Linked DNA regions of Mus musculus: all the other regions are linked to region 4. The links are chromatin contacts, called in public promoter capture Hi-C maps. All regions are on one chromosome and are shown on one strand. The core of a region is the stretch at or near the end of the contact, and the rest is flanking DNA. Distances in the headings are between cores, read along the strand shown. Region 1 overlaps Ptprk (protein tyrosine phosphatase, receptor type, K). Region 2 overlaps Ptprk (protein tyrosine phosphatase, receptor type, K). Region 3 overlaps Ptprk (protein tyrosine phosphatase, receptor type, K). Region 4 holds the start of Ptprk (protein tyrosine phosphatase, receptor type, K). Region 5 overlaps Ptprk (protein tyrosine phosphatase, receptor type, K).

What was found. Promoter capture Hi-C pulls out the DNA fragments that hold promoters and counts their contacts.
Region 1: a promoter capture Hi-C map of 3T3-L1-derived adipocytes shows a contact between it and region 4, with 6 times the contacts expected there. The contact joins the enhancer-like site here to the promoter of Ptprk in region 4. A contact is called at or near these places in 4 of 39 promoter capture datasets (the 3T3-L1 cell line, 3T3-L1-derived adipocytes and liver), 5 of 484 Hi-C or Micro-C datasets (the 3T3-L1 cell line, cerebral cortex, cortical neurons and 2 more), 4 of 115 datasets of contacts at active chromatin or transcription factors (cardiomyocytes, embryonic forebrain, embryonic hindbrain and 1 more) and 1 of 9 other capture datasets (pancreatic islet).
Region 2: a contact with region 4 is called in a promoter capture Hi-C map of liver, with 4 times the contacts expected there. The contact joins the enhancer-like site here to the promoter of Ptprk in region 4. A contact is called at or near these places in 5 of 39 promoter capture datasets (the 3T3-L1 cell line, 3T3-L1-derived adipocytes, liver and 1 more), 3 of 484 Hi-C or Micro-C datasets (cerebral cortex, liver and nephron progenitors) and 6 of 115 datasets of contacts at active chromatin or transcription factors (cardiomyocytes, embryonic hindbrain, forebrain and 3 more).
Region 3: a promoter capture Hi-C map of liver shows a contact between it and region 4, with 2.7 times the contacts expected there. The contact joins the enhancer-like site here to the promoter of Ptprk in region 4. A contact is called at or near these places in 9 of 39 promoter capture datasets (the 3T3-L1 cell line, 3T3-L1-derived adipocytes, epiblast stem cells and 4 more), 2 of 484 Hi-C or Micro-C datasets (the HL-1 cell line and embryonic stem cells) and 4 of 115 datasets of contacts at active chromatin or transcription factors (cardiomyocytes, embryonic hindbrain, embryonic stem cells and 1 more).
Region 5: a contact with region 4 is called in a promoter capture Hi-C map of liver. The contact joins the enhancer-like site here to the promoter of Ptprk in region 4. A contact is called at or near these places in 2 of 39 promoter capture datasets (epiblast stem cells and liver), 1 of 484 Hi-C or Micro-C datasets (cerebral cortex) and 1 of 115 datasets of contacts at active chromatin or transcription factors (extraembryonic endoderm stem cells).

What each region holds. Positions count from the first base shown.
Region 1 is chr10:28,394,553-28,397,252 of GRCm38.p6, reverse strand. All of the region lies in intron 7 of Ptprk (protein tyrosine phosphatase, receptor type, K), which reads right to left. Among named protein-coding and RNA genes, the nearest start is that of Themis, 270 kb to the left of the region's middle. Within about 2 kb of position 1,267, at least 17 of the 459 cell types and tissues checked have an H3K27ac peak or open chromatin away from gene starts, as enhancers often do.
Region 2 is chr10:28,458,707-28,461,406 of GRCm38.p6, reverse strand. The region is part of intron 7 of Ptprk (protein tyrosine phosphatase, receptor type, K); the gene reads right to left. Among named protein-coding and RNA genes, the nearest start is that of Themis, 210 kb to the left of the region's middle. Within about 2 kb of position 1,281, at least 5 of the 459 cell types and tissues checked have an H3K27ac peak or open chromatin away from gene starts, as enhancers often do. A contact at or near this core is called in hepatocytes and liver, where this site is marked.
Region 3 is chr10:28,360,397-28,363,096 of GRCm38.p6, reverse strand. All of the region lies in intron 6 of Ptprk (protein tyrosine phosphatase, receptor type, K), which reads right to left. Among named protein-coding and RNA genes, the nearest start is that of Ptprk, 290 kb to the right of the region's middle. Within about 2 kb of position 1,311, at least 8 of the 459 cell types and tissues checked have an H3K27ac peak or open chromatin away from gene starts, as enhancers often do. A contact at or near this core is called in liver, where this site is marked.
Region 4 is chr10:28,073,371-28,076,070 of GRCm38.p6, reverse strand. Ptprk (protein tyrosine phosphatase, receptor type, K) reads right to left here and starts at 1,251. Exons shown (of 32, transcript NM_008983.2): 1 at 894-1,251. The coding sequence starts at 990.
Region 5 is chr10:28,421,366-28,424,065 of GRCm38.p6, reverse strand. The region is part of intron 7 of Ptprk (protein tyrosine phosphatase, receptor type, K); the gene reads right to left. Among named protein-coding and RNA genes, the nearest start is that of Themis, 250 kb to the left of the region's middle. Within about 2 kb of position 1,330, at least 4 of the 459 cell types and tissues checked have an H3K27ac peak or open chromatin away from gene starts, as enhancers often do. A contact at or near this core is called in liver, where this site is marked.

The DNA of each region.
Region 1 (2,700 bases), core at 18-2,517, 320 kb before region 4:
CTCTCCCAAATATTTATATGCCACCTGTCCAAGATGAAAATACATTTTTATGTGAAGACATATGCATTATCACTTGGTCTAGATTACAATATAATGAATGTGTTATTGGTCCAATTAAAATTAAAATGTAATGCACATAGGATCACTTGGCTTTCTCATTCTACTGCAGGCAGGTAAACAACATTAACTTCTGTTTTTCAGATACTTTGATGCATTCTACATTGCAGGACTATAATCAAATCCCCTTAGATATTTAAAAACAAAGAGTACTTCTTACTCTGAAGAGCAGAACAATTCTTTTGTTGTTGTTGTTGTTTCATTTTTCAAGACAGGGTTTTCACTTATAGGCTGTTCTTAACCTCACAGAGATTCACCTGTCTCTGTCTACCCAAGTGATGAGATTAAAGGAGTGTGCCCTCACCTTGACCATCAGAACACTTTTTAGTCTTACTAGTGAGATGAAACACTGCCCTATTGTAGCTTCACTGTTACAAGTTCACATATACAGGCTCCTGTCAAATTTGTCTCCAAGTGCTTGGCAGACTTCCAGATTTGTTTCGCACCTAACCAGTTTCACCAAAGTGCTAATGCTAACATGTGTTCTTAAGTGAAAATTAACTCACTGATCAAGCAACTTGAAGTGATTGCTAGAGGTCAGCACAGGAGTATTCCCAAAACAACACACTGACAAAGGCTTGGTTTCCAAAGTGGTACTCTGGGGAAATGGTATAATGGGGAGTGGGTGGGTGTGTGATTGCAAATAAAAACCTTTATCTTAGAAAGCCTGGCAGTTTTTTCTGGGATAGAACACAACTTAAGTGACTTAAGTAGCTGGGGGTATGTATACCTTCAAAGGTGATTTTGTGGGAGCTACAACCCCCCTTTTTTGGGCACTGGAAGAGGTCAGCTGTGCCACACACTATTGACTATAATATCAAGGCCAGCCAATCACACACTGAATCCTCTGAAACCATAAAGCAAAGCAAATTTTCCCTCTTATGCTGAAAATATCAGGAATCTGTTAAAGAAACAGGAAGCTGGCTGACCTACAATTTTGGGAATCTACCCTAGAACTGTAGGCAATTAAATTATGAAATGACTGACCACATCTTTAAAGGGGGCTCATCAGTAATTTCCAAAATAATGAAAACGTTGTAAATGAATCATCTTTAATCATGGCAACAAACTGCTCTTAACCCTGTACATCTCACATTATAAGCAAGGCCTGTTTAAGGAATGAGTCACTGACATGCACCCCATCTTTGCTTAATAACAAGCAGCTGAGGAGTTATTTCCTTAAGAGATTTGTTCTGCTGATTGTAGAACAAAATAACTCAGTGTGGCTGACCTACTTTTCATAGTTTATAAGAACATTCCAGTGAAGTCAGGGAGATATAAACATCCTTGCTTTCCCCTGAGTAGAGATATATACTTATTTACGCTGCTCTTGTCCAAATCCCTAGCAAGTCTAAATATTTACTTTTGTTCTAAAGAGGCTTCTGATTTGAAGTTTTACAGAGTCAGACTGTATAGACATAATCAAAGTGCTCACTGTTGGAATTGGGGAAGGAGGATTATTACCACTTAGGCATCATGCACTGTGTAACACACTATCTGTTGTATTGAACATCCCCCCAAATGAGAAGGAGCATGGGTAGGTGCCTATAAGTTACCGCTTACATATTCTTGTGATGTCCCAAGGAGATTCCTCAATACTGCAAGCTTGGCAAAAGGGCATCAATAATCTTAACATAAGAGACAATAGGAAGTGAGAGAGCAATGTAATAAGGAATATAGTTGCTGAAGACCAGCTAATTGCAAGTCACCCTATGATTGGCTGGGAAAGCCCACTATAGCAGAAGTGCACACTGTTGCTGCTATCACGCTCTGACTTCTCATGAGAGAGCACTCAAGATGCACCTATGATAGCTCACTAAACTGCTGGGTCTTATAAGAATACCTTGAACAAGTTTAATTTTTAAATATAACCTAATCTATAACATATTATACTCATTTTATATGAACCATTAATAGTTGCTATCCATAATACCCATGAAATAAGATATTAGTAAAAAGTAGAGTTAAAGGACAATTCGATGTCTAATTCAACTAAATTATAGTACACAATAACATGCCCAGAGGGAATAAAATATTAATAACACGCAAGTCTGTATGTCCCACTCTCTGCCCTGTTTGTTGAGCCATAGCTCCAGGAATATAATTGCCAACCTACTATCTCATTTCTCAAAAGCAGATAATGTTTTCTTTATAATATTTTCCCAAAGGTTCTACTATGGTGAAATCCTGTCACTACACCTTAATTTTCCAAGCCAGAATTCACTTCCAGTGTGTCAACAAATTCCACTGATTGCAGCTATCAAATCTCTTCCAGCACCATCTTCTCATTGGGATTCTTATCTCCACTGCTTCAGCTCAAGTACTGATCAAGTTTTGCTTAGACTGAAGTAGCAGCCTTTGGAGCTCCAGGGAATCTCTCACTCTAAAGTGCAACCAGAGAATTGTTTCTAGAAAACAAGTCATAAAAAATTGAGGCAATTGATTCTCAGAATGGCTAAGATGGAAAACTCAGGTGACAACAAATGCTGGAGAGGAGGAAGAGGAACACTCCTCCATTGGTGGGATTGCAAGTTGGTACTACCACTCTGGCAATCAGTCTGGAGACTCAGAAAATTAGACATA
Region 2 (2,700 bases), core at 32-2,531, 390 kb before region 4:
AGCCAGATCTTTATTTCAAAAGATATTAATGCTTGGACAATGTTTTCTATTGTCTTTAAAACCTTAGCTCCTCCAAAATTAATATCATGTTTCACTGATATTGCCCAGACTGGAGAATACTGGTTTGTTATTTTTGTTAATTTTTTTTTAAATTGAGGCCCAAATTAGTGAAACAAATTGCACTCCATCATACTCCATCCATGGCTCCTAAGACTTAAGACATTCTGTGAATCTGCTGTGTATTCTAAACCGAAATGGACAAATCAAATACAGCCAAATACGTACATCCAAGTACTACAAACTCAGATTCATTTTCACATACGGGGGAAAAAAAACAACAACCCGGAGCTATATTATTTGTCTATGTAAAATGTTAGGATATTTATCATTAGATTAAGAGAACAGCTTCCAGAAAGTGTACATGTACATGGCTGTCTGTCTGTCTGTCTGTCTGTCTCTGTCTATGTGTGTTTGTGTGTATAAAACTTCAACTAGAGGAGAGTCAAAGGGGTGTCAGAATAGTAAGAGAAAGCCTACTTTTGTTTCTAAAGTCACATAAGATGTTTTCTTCTATTAACTGGGCCTTGGGGTTTGTTAATTGCACAGTTTGTTTCTATAGTTTGAAGACTTGATAATCTATTTTTGTAACAAATACGGTCTTGTTCCACATCTCTACAATTATTGCTGTAAGAAAATAATAGCTATGTATCTCCCTATACCATGTTGTGAGCGTGTGTGTGTGTGTGTGTGTGTGTGTGTGTGTGTGTGTGTGTGCACGCGCACATGCTTGCATCTTAAAAGAGAATGATGGTCTAATAACAAGTAAGAATTCAGCTTAGGGGAATGAATTTATCTACTTAGAATCCATCCAAGTGGCTTCCTTCCTTCCATTTTTTTTTTTTGGGGGGGGGTGCTAAGCATCAAACTCAAGGCCCAAAACATACCTAGAAAAAAAATCTATCCCTGAGCTCCACCAGCAGTTCTCTCAGTATAGCTTCTTCATTTCATATAACATCAGAGAAAAACAGTGGTTTAACCTGAGGTTGGAGATTAGTAAATCAGGCCTTCTCTCACTGAGGTGGTAAAAAAAACAGCCCATGCTCAATATTAACTGCTTCTCACAATCACTGTTCACTGAACATATCCCTCCAACACTGTCAGCTAACAGGTAAGTCTGGATAGACACTGTTCCCTTAGAACTCAAAGAGGAGTAGAGAAAGCCTAGGAGTGCATGGACTTTGGTGTGTCATGAACAGTGCTGGAAGCAGAGTAAACAAAAGAACAGGAAAAAAAAATGCAAAGTCCAGTCTTTCTGAAGCTTAACCTTTATCAGGGGAATTACGAGCACTCTTAACAGAGACAACACATACAAACAGACAGGCAGACACCTTTATTCTTCTTTCCTTTCCTATGAATTCAAGTAGATCTCTGTACTATTAAGTTTTTCCATTTCCCTTTTTAGTACATGCATCTGCATACATGTGCCACAATGCATGTAAAAAAAGAGTGAGGCAAACGTGTGGGAATTATCTCTGTCCATCACAAGGGACACTGGGATCAAAATTGAGTCCAAACTCAAGTTGTCTTGATAAACAACGGTCAGTACTAGCTAAACCATCCTGCTACTCTATAATATTTCTTAATGCAGGAAGAAATGTCAGAATTAGAGGCTCCAGCTAGCTGGCTAAATATTGATTAGCAAAATTTACAATTTTCTCTATCCTTTCTAGAATTTGTTGTCCATTTATTTCTTAGCAATTAAAGCAAGAAAGGCAATATTATATCTAAAATAATAATAAAGTGGCAAAAACTGTATCAGGTTACAGCCAGTATTATATAATTAGCACATAGGCAAACAGATCATTCTTCATTGTATCTACTTTAGTTTTAAACAAATCAAAGCAGGGATTTACATGTGCAGAAAGTCGAGTTCAATTTGATCGTATAAAACGAAGAACTATTTTGATTCTTCTCAAATTGTTGGGGAAAAAAGGCCACATTTACTGAGGGGACCTGCTGACACATTGAGCCGCTGTTCTATAGCAAAAATACTGTCTAGCATCAATAAAATAATTTCCTTTCTCTTTCTTTCTTTCTTTCTTTCTTTCTTTCTTTCTTTCTTTCTTTCTTTCTTTCTTTCTTTCTTTCTTTTTTCTCTTTCTTTCTTCCTTCTTTTCTTCCTTCCTGCTTTCCTTCCTTCCTTCTTCCTTCCTTCCTTCCTCCTTCCTTCCTTCCTTCCTTCCTTCCTTCCTTCCTTCCTTCCTTCCTTCGTTCCTTCCTTCTTCCTTCCTTCCTTCCTTCCTTCCTTCCTTCCTTCCTTCCTTCCTTTCTTTCTTTCTCTTTTTGGTACTTGCTAAACAATATGAGAAAGACAGGTCAATATTTATATCCCTTTGTAGTGATAATCTCCAGTTATTCTGAAGAGGTTATGAAAACAGAGCTTTAGCAACCATAAGAGATCAGAGGACAGGAATCCTGTTTTTCTAGAATCAGTTTTTAATGATAAAACTTTCTATCCACCTGTCAGTCAGAGAAAAATAGAAGATATCCCAAAGCACATGAGGAGAAAAAAAAAAGGAAGATCTTGTCAATGATGTACACAGACTAGGAACACTGAAGCGTGGAAGGAGCTGCTTGCTCCTGGCTGTCTTTTCATCTGAAATCTTAGAGGCTCACTGCAAAACACAATTTCTATTCCAT
Region 3 (2,700 bases), core at 62-2,561, 290 kb before region 4:
TCGTTTTGGAGATTAGCCATCAAGGGAAACCAGTAATGCTGTTAGGAACAATGGTATAGAGAAGTGGGTGAAGAGTTTAGGTTATATAAGTTCTAATTAATAGCAAGAGTGGATTTAAAAACCAATTACCTTTCAAAAAACAACGATTCTATTACAATTTTTAATATTTTTTTTAATTTGGAAAGGCATTCCTCCAACTGGTTATAAGAGCTATTCAAATCTATTTCTGTTTTCTGATTATATAATACTGCAGTATTTGTCTTAAGAATACTCTTTTGATCATTTGGAATTACAGTGCATGCCAGGTGTCTTGGACAATGGACCACCTGAATCAGAAGTAGGTACCAGGAATAAGAGGAGACTCTGGTTCCTTCATCATCATCAAGGGTACAGTAGCAGAGCAAAAATACTTAACAATGGAACTTTTAAAATTCCTCTAGAAATTTAGAAACTTAGAGCACTTGGTTTCTGCTGACTGCATAGCCTTTCCTACTTTTCTAAGGTCATTGAAAAGAAGAAAAAAATTAATATGTAGGGCATCAGTATGTTCTACAAGCTTCATTATAGTTCAGATTTTATACAATGTAGATGTTTAAATGGAAACCTCCAAAAAAATCTTTAGGCTTCCTGCCCAGTTGACTAGTTTTTACAATAGAATTAAAGAAAAAGATCTTCAAGTCACCGTTAGGAAAAAAGATCCTTATATGAATTCACAAGTTTGACAGCTACGATATGAAAACTGGTTAAAAATCAATACTGTGTGGCATTAAGCAGGCTGCTGATGGTCTGGAGCTAGACACTCCATGGCCTTTAAAACACCAGCTAGCAAAAGTATTAGTCAAGTGAGTGTCATTCTTTCCACTACCCAGATGCCTTTGCTGTTAATAGAAAAAAAATAAAATATTCAGAAGTGATTTTTTTTTTAAACTAGTATTCACAGAGAGATGATAGAATCAGAAAAAGAATATTGGACAAAACAAGATTCATTTTTCTGATGAAAACATTTTTGAGCCAAACTTACAAGCACCTCCCCTGGTTCACCTGAGAAGACAAAGGCCAGTTCACGCACTGTGACGAGGGCTTTCCCCACAGTGGTGACACAAGCCTTTGATTCTAGCAACCAGGAGGGAGAGCCAGGTAGATTTCTGAGTTTGAGGCCAGCCTGATCTACAGAGCAAGTTCTAGGACAGCCAGAGATGCATAGAGAAACCCTGTCTCAAAAAATCACAAAGAAGTTCCTTTGCCATTTCACAGGATGCAGGGAGCAGGGACTCCTCGTCTGGTCTCTGGCCTCATCCAGAGTCAGTCTGGATAACCTCAGGGCATCAAACCATTGTGTAGTTAATCTTGCCAAAGCTAGAGAGTTTACATAATGACCATGCTCATTCCTAAAATAAATAACTAGAGTAAAAATAGCCTTAACATTCCCAGAACTCTGTGTTAGTGCTAAATAATAGTTAAAAAATCTCACAACACATACAATTAGTTCTGGTTACACTACTGCTCAGCTAGTACGGCAGGTTGTTCACCAACACTGACATATTCCAAATTCCATATGTGCTTGGAGGTCATGTGTTACTTTCCCTGAGAATACCACCTGAGTTACTGTCTCTCTGAATGGAATGAATAAGGGCCTCTGAATCTACTGCTTATGCTCTGGAGCCCTAAGGATAGAAGTTCTTTCCTGGTCCACTGAACAGTCCAAATGGCTCCCAACATCCAGCTAAGCTCTCTGTGCCCCACTAAAGTTCCCATTCTTAGTTTTTTAAATATTTATTTATTTTATATGTATTTAGATTTATTTTAGATGCATTGGTGTCTTGCCAGCATGTATGTCTGAATACCACTTGTGTGACTGGCGCTGACAGGTCTGAAGAGAGACCTCTTCTGATCCCCTGGGGTCTGAGGATCATGAGATCATGGATTGTGGGGATCAAATGTTTGAATGACACCATGTGGGGGTGGGAGATGAACCAAGGTCGTCTACCAGAGCAACAAGTGTTGTTAACCACTGTATCATCTTTCCAGACCCCTAAACTTATTTTATTACGTTGGAAAAATTAGCATGTAAAGCAAGTCTTACTGTGACCTTTTCATTTTAAGGAAACCTTGGTTTTTCTTATGCCCCTCCTACAATATTCCATTTTTTTTAATACCCATTGGGTGGGACCAGAGACAATTTGATCCTGAGGGTAAGCAAGGATTATTTGACTGGAAGGTAAGGTGATCTTGTGCTGCAATCCCAAATCACTGATATCAGATTAAAAGCAGCGAAAAACTGAAATCATTAGTGACTGGATCAAACAACTTGAAAGCTTTCTTCTGCATCCTGTAGTCAAAAATGCCAATAACTGTGTCACGTGCTTTACATTGTCTTATCATTTTGAGTACCGTTATCAAGCACACAATTTTAAACATCAGCCATAAATAAGTAGAATGCAAATAATTAATGAATCTGGGTAAACGAAACGGAGAATCTCCGTAATCATAGCTACAGTTGACTTAGTCACTAAGGATCTATAAATGTATTAGCTGAATATGTTTCATTTCCAGGGCATGTTACAATAGCTGATAATAGACTGCAAGATTTAAAAACCAAACCATTGACACTTATAAACAAACAAACAAAAATTGTGATTAAAAAATTTTTAAGGCTAAAATGCACCAAGTATGACAGTGAATGTCTGTGACCCATCACTT
Region 4 (2,700 bases), core at 2-2,501:
GCATCACGTCTCACTCCTGGGTTGTCCAGGAGAACAGCGAACGTTCCCAGCCCAGGTCACCCAGGCGGACTCAGGGTGGTGTGGAGCCAGATTTGAGCTTTGTGGTGGCTTCGCCCCATAAATAGGGTAAGCCTTCCGGGAATGGGAGCCCAGAACTCGCTGCCCAGGACAGCTCTGAATCTACCCTTAGAGCTACATTTACAAACGTCGTACGGACTCTGCCAATGTATACATACAACGTGCTCCACGCTGTGTGCTCTGTAATCTATCCAGGAGCAACTCTGAACCCTCAGCAGAGGAGGAAGGAGCCTCCAGGAGGCACCGGGAAGTAGCTGGACAATAGTCAGAGGCGGTTATACCCGGGACAAAAAGCACCTGGCAGAACACACCGAGATCGGTCCCTATGTGTCTCCACAATTCTCACAAAGACTTCCCGGGGAAATTTTGAACAGTCTGGCGACAGAGAGCCACTAGCCAGCTCAGCGAGCCATAAAATCGTGGTCCCGGGAGCCCTAAGTACTTTTTCTTCCTCACTTCCCTAACTAATGCTGTGGACTGCTCCCGACTCCCAGGCAAAAAGAACACCCAGGAAAAGCAAGGTCGCCACACACTCCATCCAGCACACCCTGGGCTGTCTGCGCGCCGGACTAGCCTCAGAAACAATGGGTCGAGAACGTAAAAGTTACCTGCGCACGGGGGCGCACAGCTCTTGGCCCTGCGTCCCGCCTGACACAAACTCCCAGGACAGACCTAGCTCCAACCTGCACCACCACCACCCCCGCCACCTTAAGCGGACGCCCCCTGGATCCCCGAACCCAGCACCAGCAATCAGTCAGTCCTTCCTGCCTGAGTCCAAGACTGTGGACAGACACAGACCACCCCCAACCTCTCACCTGCTGAGAACTGGCCAAGGGCCGACCCCAGGAGAGGCCACGGGTACAGAAGCCAGAGAGCTACAAAAGCAGGCAACGCAGCGGCCGCCACATCCATGGCGAGTTTGGGAGAAGTTTCAAGCAGCTTTGCAAAGAGCCTCCGGGGGAATCGCGGTGAAATCCGCCAGCCAGCAGCCCGCCCGGCCTCGTCGGGGGGCTCGCGGAGACGCCGCGGCCACCCGCCAGCACTTTCGTCCTTGCGCAACGTCGGCCAACTACCTCGCGGGCGAAAGCGTCTCCAGCGTCGCCCGCCAGCCGCGGCCGCCGCTCTCCATGCTAGGCAGAGGCTGCTCAGGGTAGTCCAGAGTTAGTTTGCTCTGGGAGGGACGGGGGCGGAGCCTGGGGTGACGTCGCCCCGCGGGCTCCGGCAGCTTCGGAGGAATGCGGGCTCCGGTGCGCGCCGCCGCCACTGCCGCCTCCTGCTAGGGAGACGCGCGCCAGCCGGGCCGCGCGCCCCGCGCCCTGCGCCCCGCGCCGCCTTTGTTCGCCACCTGGGCTCGGTGGCCGCGCGGCTCTCTGGCGGCGAGCGGGAAAGGGGGACCTGGCGCAGCTCCCTGCCGGATCCCTGAGATTCAACTCTGAGAGGCAGAACTGTGGGCGGACGACGGAGGAGGCGCCCGAGGAGAGGTGTCCTGGGGTTCTGTCCCCAAGGTGGCGGTCCCACCAGAGCGGCTGGTGGTAGGAAGAAAAGGGAGCGTAGATGTGACCTTTAAAACGCCGACCTGCACTGAAATTTCACTCTTCCTTATTGATAGGATAAGGAATAAGGCTCCCTACCCCATTGAAAACTTACTCTCGTTTGTTCACGAAATAAATAAAACTTGGACCAAAATAAAATGTTGGGTAAGTTTCCAGTGTGAACAGCTGGCGTGCCTCGTTTCTGGTTTATTTGTCATTGGGAAGCTCCCAGCCGCTCAGCCTTCGCATAGCCTGGTGGAGTAGAGCAAGACTTGGTTTTGTTTTGATTTTTACTGTCTTGTAGCTATATAAGAAATAAGTATTTAATAAAAGGAGTTTATCCCAACAATGAGCACAGCATGGTTGCTCCGAAGGAACCCAATGCTGTGTGCTGTGTTACAGGCAGGAAGTCAGTTTTGCTACCTTAGCAGCTTGGTGTGATTTCTCCAAATGCCACCTTCACTTGCTTCTGTAGCAACGCTGTATAGTTGCTTACTTTTACTCATGTCTGCAAATTATGACACATGTAAGTATGACCAAAACTGAATAAGCCTAACTTTTTTTTTGAATTTTGATGCTATATATGCAACTGCTAATAATAGCCTTGATTGGCACCTGTCAGTCACTCAAAATGTCTTTAGCCTTTTAAAATCAAAATGAAGTGAAATTCAATTTAATACAGCATTCTCATCATTAACCGAGCCACATATTTCTGTAATTAATACATGCTGTTATGACTAGGTTTGGAATAGATGCAAGTGACTGTATACTACACACACACACATCTATGCACATATATTATACATATTGATGAAGAAGGGAGAAAATGGGTTTCTTTTTTATTTGCTGAGGATAGAAAGTCCGTTACGCTACAGCCTTGATGACTGCTCATTAGTACCTGTAACAAGCCCAACACTTGTCAATTCAGTTCAGCATAGTTCAGTCATCTCCCTCTGGGTACAATGTCAATGTTCCTTAGCTCATTAACCTATAACTTTAAGCACACTCTACCAAGGGTCCTTATTTCGTACACTAAAGAGCTTTATTAGATCACAGGTAACCAAAAACCTATTATTTTCTTTTCTGAAGA
Region 5 (2,700 bases), core at 81-2,580, 350 kb before region 4:
AGACCATTTCTTAGAATAACTTCTTTGCATGGAAGAAGCTCAGCTATCTGTGTAAAAGCCACAGCTACTTCATAGTCTCTGCAAAAGCCACGTTATCATTTTCTTTTTCAGTTAATGTTGGATATAGCAGGGTCTACTCTGGATGGATTTGCATCCACAAAAACAGCATCTGAGATCTCTTACCTACTCCAGCTTCTCATAGATAGATTCTTGCTTTTTGACAGGTTAGAGAACTTGCTGTTGGATGATAGAACCAGATCTATGATCTACCTGATTGCCTGTTTGGTAAAGCTATCACAATGTTTTATCTCTTACTTAAGATTCCTGCTGCTGGTATAAAGAGTTGTATGTCTAAGTACCATGTTGTTCCTTCTAAAATGAAAATAAGCACCTGTGCTTTGCTTGTTATCACATACATGTAATCTATAACACATCCTATGTGGACATCTTCAATGCTGTAGATTTCAGCTATACACTCCACCTGATGGTGTGATGACATCTTATCCCTCTGCACCCCCATGTATTTCCAAGTATTGTATAATGACCGCTCCATTTATTTTCTATGGGGAAACATATCTTCTTGGCTAGTTGCTATAATCTGTGTTCGTTATATTCATATTAACAGTTAAATTTTCATATGATGAGGTGCTAAAAAGAACATAAAGTAACAAAGAAGCACCCTCCCTCTTTGATAGTAGTAAAATTAGGAAAGAGATGAAGAAATGTAGGTCTGCATTTTTGCCCTTTTATCCCAAATCTATGTGGGAATGCAGAATTTATCTCTACTTGAAACTCAATAAGTAAGTCCCATTTTGGATACATATTGGTATTTTATTTTTTCTTACCACATTCACTTACATTATCGCAACACAAAAACAGGTCTGAATTGTCTTACCTCTCCTTCTCCAATTAACCTTAATAACCCCTGGTCTTTTGTATTCCCATTTGACAAGCTAAACAATTTCACTTTTCTATTTAAAGCATAGTTTTTTGATCAACCACCTGGAACTCTGGCAAACCCAATATTCAGTCTCTCAAGCAGAAGCAATGCCAGGCCTTTCAGAGCTTTTATTTGGTTATTAGACTGGCAGAGTAATGAAGGATAACACAGGGTGTTGTGCTTGGGAAACTTAATGGACACACTGAGTAATCACGGGAGTGCTTTTCCTGCACAGAGTACCCTTGATCATTCAAATCATGTGGGAAATACAAAAGAAACGATCTGCTTCTGTCTCCCAAAGAGACTTCAATCAAATGGGGTTGGAGAGGGTTGGCCTGGCCAATTAAGCAATACATGCAGCTCTAGCCACCAGTAACATTCAGAGAAAGGGTAAATAGAGTGAGCTACCGTGCTTCAGGGTAAATAGCATGAGGTCAGAGAAAGGGGAGGATGTGTCTAGTGGAAGTTTACACTTTCATAAGATAAAAATGGGGGCAAAAGCAGGCAGAGAACAGATTCTTGGTGGAGAACCTCAAACACTGGACAGAGATTTGGACTTCCTGCAATCAAAATACAGGACTAATCAATGTTAAAAACAGCGTGGGCCAAATGCAATTCTGATATTGTATAAATTTCTTTCCTAGAAAAATCTCAGAAAGATAGGAAGGTCGCTAGTTTTTAATGTCAACTTGACATAAGCTAGGATTATCTGTTGAAGGGAGATGCCTCAGTAAGATTTGCTGCAGGCAAGATTGTCCTGCATTTTCTTAATGATTGATGGGGAGGTGTGGGTTCAACTCACTGTGAGTAGGACACTATTGGATGGCATTCCAGGTTGTATAAGAAAGAAAGAATAGGAAAAAAAAGGAAGGAAGAAAGGGAGGAAGGAAGGAAGGGACAAAGAAAGGAGAGCAGGCAGGCTAAAGAAGTCCTGAGGATCAAACCAGTAAACAACACTCATCCATGGCTTCTGTATCAGTTCCTCCATTCAGGTAACTGCCCTGCTTGAATTCCTTTCCTGACTTTCCTTGGAGATGATGAAAATGTAAGTGAAATAAACCATTTCCTCCCAAGTTAAGAGAAACATAATAGAAACCATGGCAAGGGTAAGAAGCTAACATGGAAAAGAGTTCATATGATGGTTTGTATATGCTTGGGCCAGAGACTATTGGGAAGTGTGGCCTTGTTGGAGTAGGTGTCACCTTGTGGGGGTAGGCTTTAATACCTTTGCCCTAGCTGTGTGGGAGTCAGTCTTCTATTAGCAGCCTTCAGATGAAGACGTAGAACTCTCAGCTCTGCCTGTGCCATGCCTGCCTGGTTACTGCCATGCTCTTGCGTTGATGATAATGAACTGAACCTCTGAACCTGTAAGCCAGTCCCAATTAAATGATGTCTATATAAGACTTGCCTTGATCATGGTATCTGTTCACAGCAGTAAAACCCTAACTAAGACAATTCAGTCCACCATCAGTGGAGTCCTATGGACCAACAGTCTAGAGTGATCTTAAAAGTGGATGATAAAGAAGAAAGGCTGGAGAGCCTGAAACTAGATGGTAGAGTGGTCTTATCAGTGGATGAGAAAGGAGAAAGGCTGGAGAGCCTGGAACTAGATGGTAGAGTGATCTTATCAGTGGATGAGAAAGGAGAAAGTCTGGAGAGCCTGGAACTAGATGGTGGCGTATTCACCTAGCATGCAAAAAACCTTGGCTCCCATTTCCAGTGTCACATAAACCAGATGTGGGGTTCATGCCTACAACCCT